2 separate regions of the Hordeum vulgare genome follow, and region 1 is linked to region 2. Evidence: chromatin contacts called from public Hi-C data. All regions are on one chromosome and are shown on one strand. Each heading gives the region's core, a stretch centred on a gene start, on an enhancer-like site or on the middle of the called end of the contact. The rest is flanking DNA. Distances are from core to core; before and after follow the strand shown. Region 1 holds the start of LOC123410728 (UDP-glycosyltransferase CGT-like). Region 2 holds the start of LOC123408237 (leucine-rich repeat receptor-like serine/threonine/tyrosine-protein kinase SOBIR1).

What was found. A called contact is a pair of places that touch in the nucleus more often than the background predicts.
Region 1: a Hi-C map of leaf shows a contact between it and region 2, with 8 times the contacts expected there. The contact joins the promoter of LOC123410728 here to the promoter of LOC123408237 in region 2. A contact is called at or near these places in 2 of 6 Hi-C or Micro-C datasets (leaf and seedling).

What each region holds. Positions count from the first base shown.
Region 1 is chr7H:128,796,792-128,801,306 of MorexV3_pseudomolecules_assembly, forward strand. It overlaps LOC123410728 (UDP-glycosyltransferase CGT-like), which reads left to right and starts at 3,185. Exons shown (of 1, transcript XM_045103664.1): 1 at 3,185-4,515. The coding sequence starts at 3,317.
Region 2 is chr7H:128,134,509-128,138,681 of MorexV3_pseudomolecules_assembly, forward strand. LOC123408237 (leucine-rich repeat receptor-like serine/threonine/tyrosine-protein kinase SOBIR1) reads right to left here and starts at 2,082. Exons shown (of 1, transcript XM_045101391.1): 1 at 236-2,082. The coding sequence starts at 1,993. The coding sequence ends at 518.

The DNA of each region.
Region 1 (4,515 bases), core at 1,935-4,434, 660 kb after region 2:
GCGCATTATTATTACTAGCAAAATAACTCGTGCATTTCCACGGATGAAAAAAAACATAATCTCCAATAATGTTGATCATATTATGTTTACATATCATCACTTGATTTTGAAATTTAATGCACAAATGCAAGAAAACGTATCTTCTTTTAAATTTATTCACAAGTTGAAGCAATCTTTATATTTTCAAAAAATATATATCATGGTTGTTAAAAATCTTGGTAACTCAAAGATTTATTCTGAATTTTAATAATGTTTTTTAGAAAACAGACAATAATAATTCGATCCATCCAACAGTTAATTCTTTAAAATTCACATAGGTATATTGTCACAAAGACTTAGAAGCATTAATGTTTAACTACATACATTAGATCTTTCGTGAACAATTTTACAAATGTGGGAACAATTTTAAAATCGAGAACATTTTTTACAATTTACAAACATTGACTAAAAATCGTGAATATTTTTTATAATTCGAACGGGTTTAAATATTTTCTTTTGAATTGGCGACCAATTCCAGAAAAATACGAACATAATTTTTTATGTTGGAGGATTTTATTTTAAATTCACAAACATTTTTTGAAACACATGAAGTTTTTCTGAATAAACAAACATTTTTATAAATCAGTAATATATTTATTAAATTCATCAACATTGTTTTGGAAGTTTTTTTAAAAACAAAATACAGCGCTTTTTTGAATCCACAAACATTTTATGTTTTCGTCAGCATTTTAATTCAAAATTCCTATTTTTTAATATGCAATTTTTTTGTTCTAAATTATTTAAAATAGAAATAAAAAAATAAAACGGAAATTTTTAAATAAAAAAAGAAACTATCAAAACTGGCATTAGCTATTTTTAAAATTTAGGACATTTTTTAAATGCATTAACATATTTTGAATTAGAAAGTATTTTGTTAAATGCCTTTAATAATTTTTAATACATGGAATTGTATTTGAAATAATGAACTTTTCTTATTGTACAATTTTTTTTCTAAAATTGCAATCATTTTATTGTATATGCGAGCATTTTTTACAAAACTCCGAATAGTTTTTGAAGTGACAAACATTTTAGTTTTTTAAATAAGTTGATTTATAATTTTCAGTTTATTAAAATTTTAAACATTATTTGAAGTTCCAAATTATTTAAACTAAAAAAATAAAACGGAACTGAAAATAAATAAATAAATGGAACTAAAAGCAGGCGCCTGTGCATGGGCCGGCCCATACGGTGTGCTGGATATTTTCCCAGCATGCAGAGCGTAATATAGGTGGTTTTTACAAGGGCCGGCCCTGTCCAAGATTTTTTGCTTTGTGAAACGTTTTCTGTTACTTACCGGTGGCATGGTGGGTAATTTATGCAAACTTTAGGGTTAATTTCCATGACATACGACCAGAAATCGTATTTGCTTTATTATTAGGAAAGATTTTTGTTTCTTTCAAATAGTTCAAGATTTTATAAATATAGAATCTCAAAATGTTCATTAATGCAAAACAAAATTAGAATTTGCAATGACATTTTTTGAATTTTTATGAATAAGTTTTGTATTTGATGAATAATGTTTTATTCAATGAACACCTTTTTCAAATTTGGAACATTTTTTGGATTCGTCAAAAATTTTAGTATATTATATTTATTTAAAAATTATGGAGATTTGTTGAATTTGATGAGCATTGGTTTATTTCGATGAACAATTTATAAATACTATGAGTACAATTTGAATTTATAAAAATGTTTGCTGATTTGAAAACAATTTTTGATCATCAAAAAATGTTCACCGATCTGAATTTCAGAAAATGTTTGTGAATTTGGAAAGGGGAAAACGAGAACAAGGAAGAATAAAACAAAATTAAAATTAAAAGGTAAAGGGAAAACAAAAAAAGGGAAAAAATAAAATAGAAAAAAAGGAAAACAAATCGGGTTGGGAAGGTTCTAGACCCCCCCCCCCCACCCCACACACACACACACACACATTTTCTTTCTGGATTCACCACCGGGTACACCTATGTTTTCGCATTTTCCCTGCAGCATCAGTACGTATTACCTGTTAGGCCCAGCTTTAATTTTTGGATCTGTGCCAAATTCTTCTCGTCCACTTGCATTTCTGAACAAGTGATTGATGATGTCCATAATGGCAATTAAGGGAAATGTGGCACTATCATTAGTGAGATTACTCAGAGTGCTATCATGTTTAATTGTAATTTTCCTTTTGAAAGTAGAGAGTTGAATACAGATACTTGTAGTCTAGCCAAGTAGGCATGTTCTTTAGATCAAGGGTGCCATTTGCAGCTCGGGTAGCCCCATGATCTGAGATGCACTCCACTATTTATGGTTTTTGATCGATAAACCTGGTTTTACTCATAAAAAATAACCTGCATTTCTGAACGTTGAGCCGAAAGCAAAGCAGCAAACCTGTTCCGCAGGTCACGCACTGGATTCGGGACCGAAACAATCTCATTTCGACAGTCCCATCGGTCGACATCATTCAATATTGATAATAGTATTTTGTACAAAAATATAAAAACATTTAGATCATTAAAGTAATGATCCAATTGTTTTTGTATTTTTTTTTCTGTGAATATAATTCACATCTATTATCATAGATTATCGAAAATATAATGCATTTTAAACATAACAAAAATTACATCAAGATATGAAACCACCGAATGATCAATACCGCCGCCAAAATAAGCCGTCGACGTGACATTGTCGTCGCCGCCGTATCGAAGCAAGCTTGACCTTATCGTTGACATGTAAGAAGTCTTCATGCACGTGTCCCTAAGGACCAACGGCATGTAACCACGGTCTTTGTTGTTAAACCCTTGAATGGATCTGAAACATCTGATATGAATTTTCGCCACACGATGAAAAACTCTAACCTCATCGTTTTAATAAAACGGTAGGAACCTACGCCGAAGCTCCGTTCACTATGTTAATCAAAAAGGATTGAAGCCCAGAACACAAACTAAAAGAAAAAGAAAAAAAAACGTTCCCATCCATCCAAACACCGCATTTGCAAAGACTAAAAACTACTAACCGAAGGGGAGCCACCCACGGGCTTTTATATTTTTTCAGAGGAAATAACACACAACACCAGTAAATGACAGTGGAGAATTCGTATTCGATTTTGCAGCTACTCATCAGCCACCTTCTTGGAAGTCACTCCACTACCAAGGAAGACAATCAGACCAAAGTGTAGTGTCGAGTTTTCCACAAAGGCATAGCTCAGGAAAGACAAGCATATCAAAGTGTAGGGTCCAGTTCTCCACAAAGGCACAACTCATCACAAATCTCGCAGAAACCAATTGTTCGACGGACCATGGCCTCCAGCTCGAGAGACGACCGCGCGGGAGCCGCCGCGCCGCGCCCGCGCATCGTTCTCCTCCCGAGCGCCGGCATGGGCCACCTGGCGCCCTTCAGCCGCCTCGCCGCCGCCCTCTCCTCCGGCCACGCATGCGACGTCTCCCTCGTGACGGTCCTCCCCACCGTGTCGTCCGCCGAGGCCGGCCACCTCGACGCGCTGTTCGCCGCGTTCCCGGCCGTCCGCCGGCTCGACTTCCACCTCCCGCCGCTCGACGCGCCAGAGCTCTCCGGCGCCGACCCGTTCTACGTGCACTACGAGGCCACGCGCCGCTCCGCGCCCCTCCTGGCCCCGCTCCTCGCCGCCGCCGGCGCGGCCGCGCTCGTCGCCGACATCTCGCTGGCCTCCGTGCTGATCCCCGTGGCGAAAGAGCTCCGCCTCCCGTGCTACGTCTTCTTCACCGCGTCCGCCACCATGTTCTCCTTCTACGCGTACTACCCCGCCTACTTGGACGGCGCGGGCGCCGGCGACGACGCCGACGTCCCAGGGGTGTACCGCATCCCGAAGTCTTCCTTCCCGCAGGCTCTGCACGACCGTAACAACCTCTTCACGCAGCAGTTCGTCGCCAACGGCCGGAGCCTCTCGAAAGCCGACGGCCTCCTCGTCAACACGTTCGACGCCTTGGAGCCGGAGGCCGTGAGGGCGCTGCGACAGGGCTCGGTTGTCCCTGGGTTCCCGCTGGTGTTTACCGTCGGGCCGCTCAGCCCGGTGAGCTTCCCGGCGAGAGCATGCTCTGACTACTCGGCATGGCTCGACGCGCAGCCGGAGCGGTCGGTGGTGTACGTCAGCTTCGGCAGCCGGAAGGCCTTGGCCCGGGACCAGCTCAGCGAGCTCGCCGACGGTCTAGAGGCAAGCGGCTGCCGGTTCTTGTGGGTGGTCAAGGGCGCCGTCGTGGACAAGGAGGACGGCGCCGAGCTCAGCGAGCTGCTCGGCGAAGGGTTCTTGCAGCGGGTGAGCGGCCGGGCACTCGTGACCAAGGCGTGGGTGGAGCAAGGCGAGGTCCTGAAGCACCCGGCCATCGGAATGTTTGTGAGTCACTGCGGCTGGAACTCGTTGACCGAGGCGTTCGCGGCCGGCGTGCCGGTGCTGGCGTGGCCGAGGTTCGCCGACCAGCGGGTGAACGCCGGCATTGTGGCGCGCCGTGGGGCCGGCGTCTG
Region 2 (4,173 bases), core at 832-3,331:
CGGTGGTCTATTTTCTCCAGTTCTCCACTACCACAAGACGATGCATACAAAAGCTAGGCGCGACTCGTTCCAATTAAGACATCAGTGCACCAGTAGCTCCGAAAAGTGCTTACCACATCAGTGCACCGCAGGTAACGCCATCTGGTGGATCAAGCTTATGGATCCGATCATATGACGTGATTCATAATCATTCTTCAGATACGCAGTTGGATCTTGTAAACAACACACGTCCATGTCAAGAAAAATATACCCGTCCCAAATCTCATTTGCATGAAATAGTATAGCGTGTTACACGGATACTCCATCTCCTTTCCGGTCCTTATCGATCGACCGGCCCCATGCTTGACCCGCTGACCCAGCACTTGCCACATTATTCTACACACAGTCACGCATGACACATACCCAATTGATTAATTGAAGACGACGACGACGACCAATACTTACACGAATTTCGGCTTGTTCAACTGCTGCCTGATTTGGGCATGCACGCGACGATACGTTACTAGTAGTTGTGGTTCTAGTTCTTGATTTGGGCAAGCATGCAGCGCACGTCCTTGGCGGCGGGCCGCTCCTTGGGGTCGTCGGCGGTGCAGAAGACGGCGATGCGCAGCACCAGCAGGATCTGCTCCTCGTGCCCGGCGCCGGCGATGGCGGGGTCGATGGCCTCCGCGTAGTCGCCGTTCTGCACCACCCGGCGCAGCCACTTGACGAGCCCGACCTCGTCCACCTCCGTCACGAAGAACTGGTCCGTCGGCTCCTTGCCCGTCGCCAGCACCGCCAGGATCACCCCGAAGCTGAAGATGTCGCACTTGGCCGTGAACTTGTACGTCTGGTGGTACTCCGGCGCGATGTACCCCATGGTGCCGGCGACGTGCGACGTCGACACGTGGGTGTGATCGTCCGGCATCGCCTTGGCCAGCCCGAAGTCGGCGATGCGGGCCTCCATGTCGTCGTCCAGCAGGATGTTGGCCGGCTTCAGGTCGCGGTGGATGATCTGCGGCTGCTGCAGCACGTGCAGGTACTCCAGCCCCGACGCGATGCCCACCGCCACGCGGAGGCGCGCCGGCCACGCCAGCCGCACCCCGCCGTCGCCGCCGCCCTCCTCCAGCTCTGATGGCGTCGGCTTGAGCGCGTTGTGCAGGCTGCCGTTCTTCATGTACTCGTACACGAGGTAGTGGCAGTCCGGCCGCGGCACGTGCGCCGCCAGCGGCAGGAGGTTGCGGTGCCGGATGTGCCCCACCGTGCGGATCTCCGACTGTATCTGCCGCGACCACTTGTCCAGCTGCCGGCTCTCCTCGTCGCTCAGGTTGTTGTTCTGCCCGTGGCCGTCGCCCACCTGCTTCTTGATCTTCTTGATGGCGATGAACTTGGGCTCCTCCCCCTCGGTCTCCACGGGGAGCTGCGCCTTGAACACCTCGCCGCACCCGCCGCGCCCGATCACGGCCAGAGAGGAAAGCATGTCCTCCTTCTCCAGGAACGCCAGGTGGTCCGCTCGCTTGATCAGCTTCGGGGTGAAGATCACCATGCCGGACTTGTTCCGGTACCGCCCGCGGATGCAGTTGAGCGCCAGCCGGAACAGCACGGACACGCCCAGCCCCGAGATGACGCCGGCGAGGGACCCGACCACGAACCCTATGATCCAGTTGCGCACCCTGTGCTTGTGGCTCCGGTGGTGCTTGCCCTGCTCGGCCGCCGGTGGCGCCGACGGAAAGGTGCCGTTGTTTGCCGCCGGCGACGAGGTGCGGTTCTTCTGTTTTCCACCGCCGACGGTCGAGTTGGGGGCGTTCTCCGCGAGGACGTACCGGTGCGGCACCCCGGTCCGGCGGTGGTGCACATGCCGGATCCCCGGACGGGACCGGCGGGCCATGGCAGAGCGCATGACGGCGTGGCGGCTGTCATAGCACTGGACAGCTGAGACGAGGAGGAGGAGCGTGGCGAGAGAGACGAGGAAGAGGACGGGACGCTTGCTCGGCGTACCTGCCGCTAACGCCATTGTCACCAAACGTTTAGCTCGTTGCTCGTGTGGGGAGGAAGGTTCCGGCTTATGTGGGGGACGGGGTGGGTGGAGACTGGAGAGCAGAGCTATTAATAATGGCCTAGTTGGGGATTACCGTGTGGAAACAATGCACGGCTACGATGCGTTTGTGGAATGGATGGACGTGCCAGATTGGCGTGAGGGGGACATATCGCGACCGGCCCGGTCTTATTGGCGGGAAACGACCGTTGACTCGAGGCAAGTCAAGAACCGGCCAGCACGGCGAGGGAGGAATGAAAATGACTATTACGGTCATTTTTCTTTTTATGAAAATGACTATTGTGCCCCTAAAAATCTGGAAAGATTCTCACGTCCCATGAGCGTGGATTTTTTTTTCTCCCGGGCTTCATGTGTGGGTGTGTTTTTCAGAACATCTTAAAATCTAATTTAAATATATATATGCAAGTCATCACATCATCAAAAATGGCGTGGAGTATTATTCGCATACATTCTTTTTTATATAATTCCATTGTTATAAATTTCTATAGAAATATGACGGTGTCCCGTCTAAGGGGCCTTCTCACCACATCGACTCACAGCCTGTCCCACCGGGCTAAGGACTCCTTGTCGATTCCGCCCTAGACAAGTTGAGCGGGTCGTGGCACATATGAAAAAGATTTCAGAAGGCTTGTCGTGCAAGACCAGATGCTCGATTCATGGAGGAATCTACCTCCTCATATGTATCCTTGTCGGTTTGGCCCTCTCAAGTTTCATCGTTGCGCTTAGAGTTGTATAGGTGGTCGATAAAACTTGAAAGAATATTAATTCTATCTTTAGCACCTAGTTGGGTTTAACATTCTTATTTATTAAAAGGCTACAAACGAACACCTACACTTGTGGGTTATCAGGCACCACACCGTACACGTCACCACATAATGCCCAAGCCCTTGCAAAAATAATACACCGAATAAAAACATCGACTCAGTATGCGAACGATTCGTATACCCAACATGTAAAAATAAATAAATGAAAGGTAGATGCTGTGGAGATTTATTAGCTACGGAGTTTGAGAGATAATCAACATTAATTACAAAGCAAATGATCATTTAGAAAAAAAACTTCGACCTCAATCGTCGAAAGGAATCAATTGGAGGTGTTTTTGCCCTCATACGGGCACGCGTACGACCGAGTGCGTTCGTATGGAACGCTGTCGTTGGTTTTGGTAATTAATATCCTCCGTCACTAATACTTGTGATCTGCCTAGTATTTTCTGTGAAGAGGAACGGGTAGTTGCAACACAATGCGGGAAATTATTATCCTTAGTTAAGAAACCAAGGTTTATCGAACCAATAGGAATATCAATCATCAATCGTCTTCAGCTGATGCACATAAAATAGAAAACAACTTGGACCCAACGCGAGCAAGAGGGTTGTCAATCCTCTTGATCTTGTTATTTGCAAGCGAATGAGGTGTGTATAATTGTAAATTGCAAAATAAAATAAAAGAAAAATAAGAACAACGAGGAAATTATAAGTTTTCTGAATATATAAGTGAATAAACCCGGGGGGCCATAGTGTTCTCTAGTGGCATCTCTCATGAAAGCAACATACGGTGGGTAAACAAATTACTGTTGGGCAATTGAGAGAAAGCGGATAGTTATGTGATTTTCACGGCAATTATCATGTGAATATAGGCATCACATCCATAAGAAATAGGCCGATTCCTGCCTACACCTACTACTATTACTCCACTTCAAGAGCGCTTCTATGTTTGCATCTCTACGTATTAAGTTCATGACAAACAGGGTAATGCATGGAGAACGATGACATGATGTAGACAAAGTAAACTCAACTAATATGAATAAACTCCATCATTTTATCCTTAGTGGCAACAACACTCAAAGTGCGTTACATCGACTAGAGGGGGGGGGGGCGAATAGGCGATTTTTACAATTTCATCACTGAGGAAATTCCTAGTGAGAAAAGTCCTCAGTCATGAACTGAGTGCATCGGAAATAGTACAAAGTCAGAAGTGCAAAAACATCTACTTCAAAGTACTCACCGTGATTTCAGCGATTCGGTTTGCACAAGTCACAAGTATAGATGAAAGTCTTCAACATGCAATTGAGGAAATGAGAGAGTTGAGGAAATAAAACCAGTAGCTTGATGAAGACAGTTGTTGATGACCCAGTTCCAACT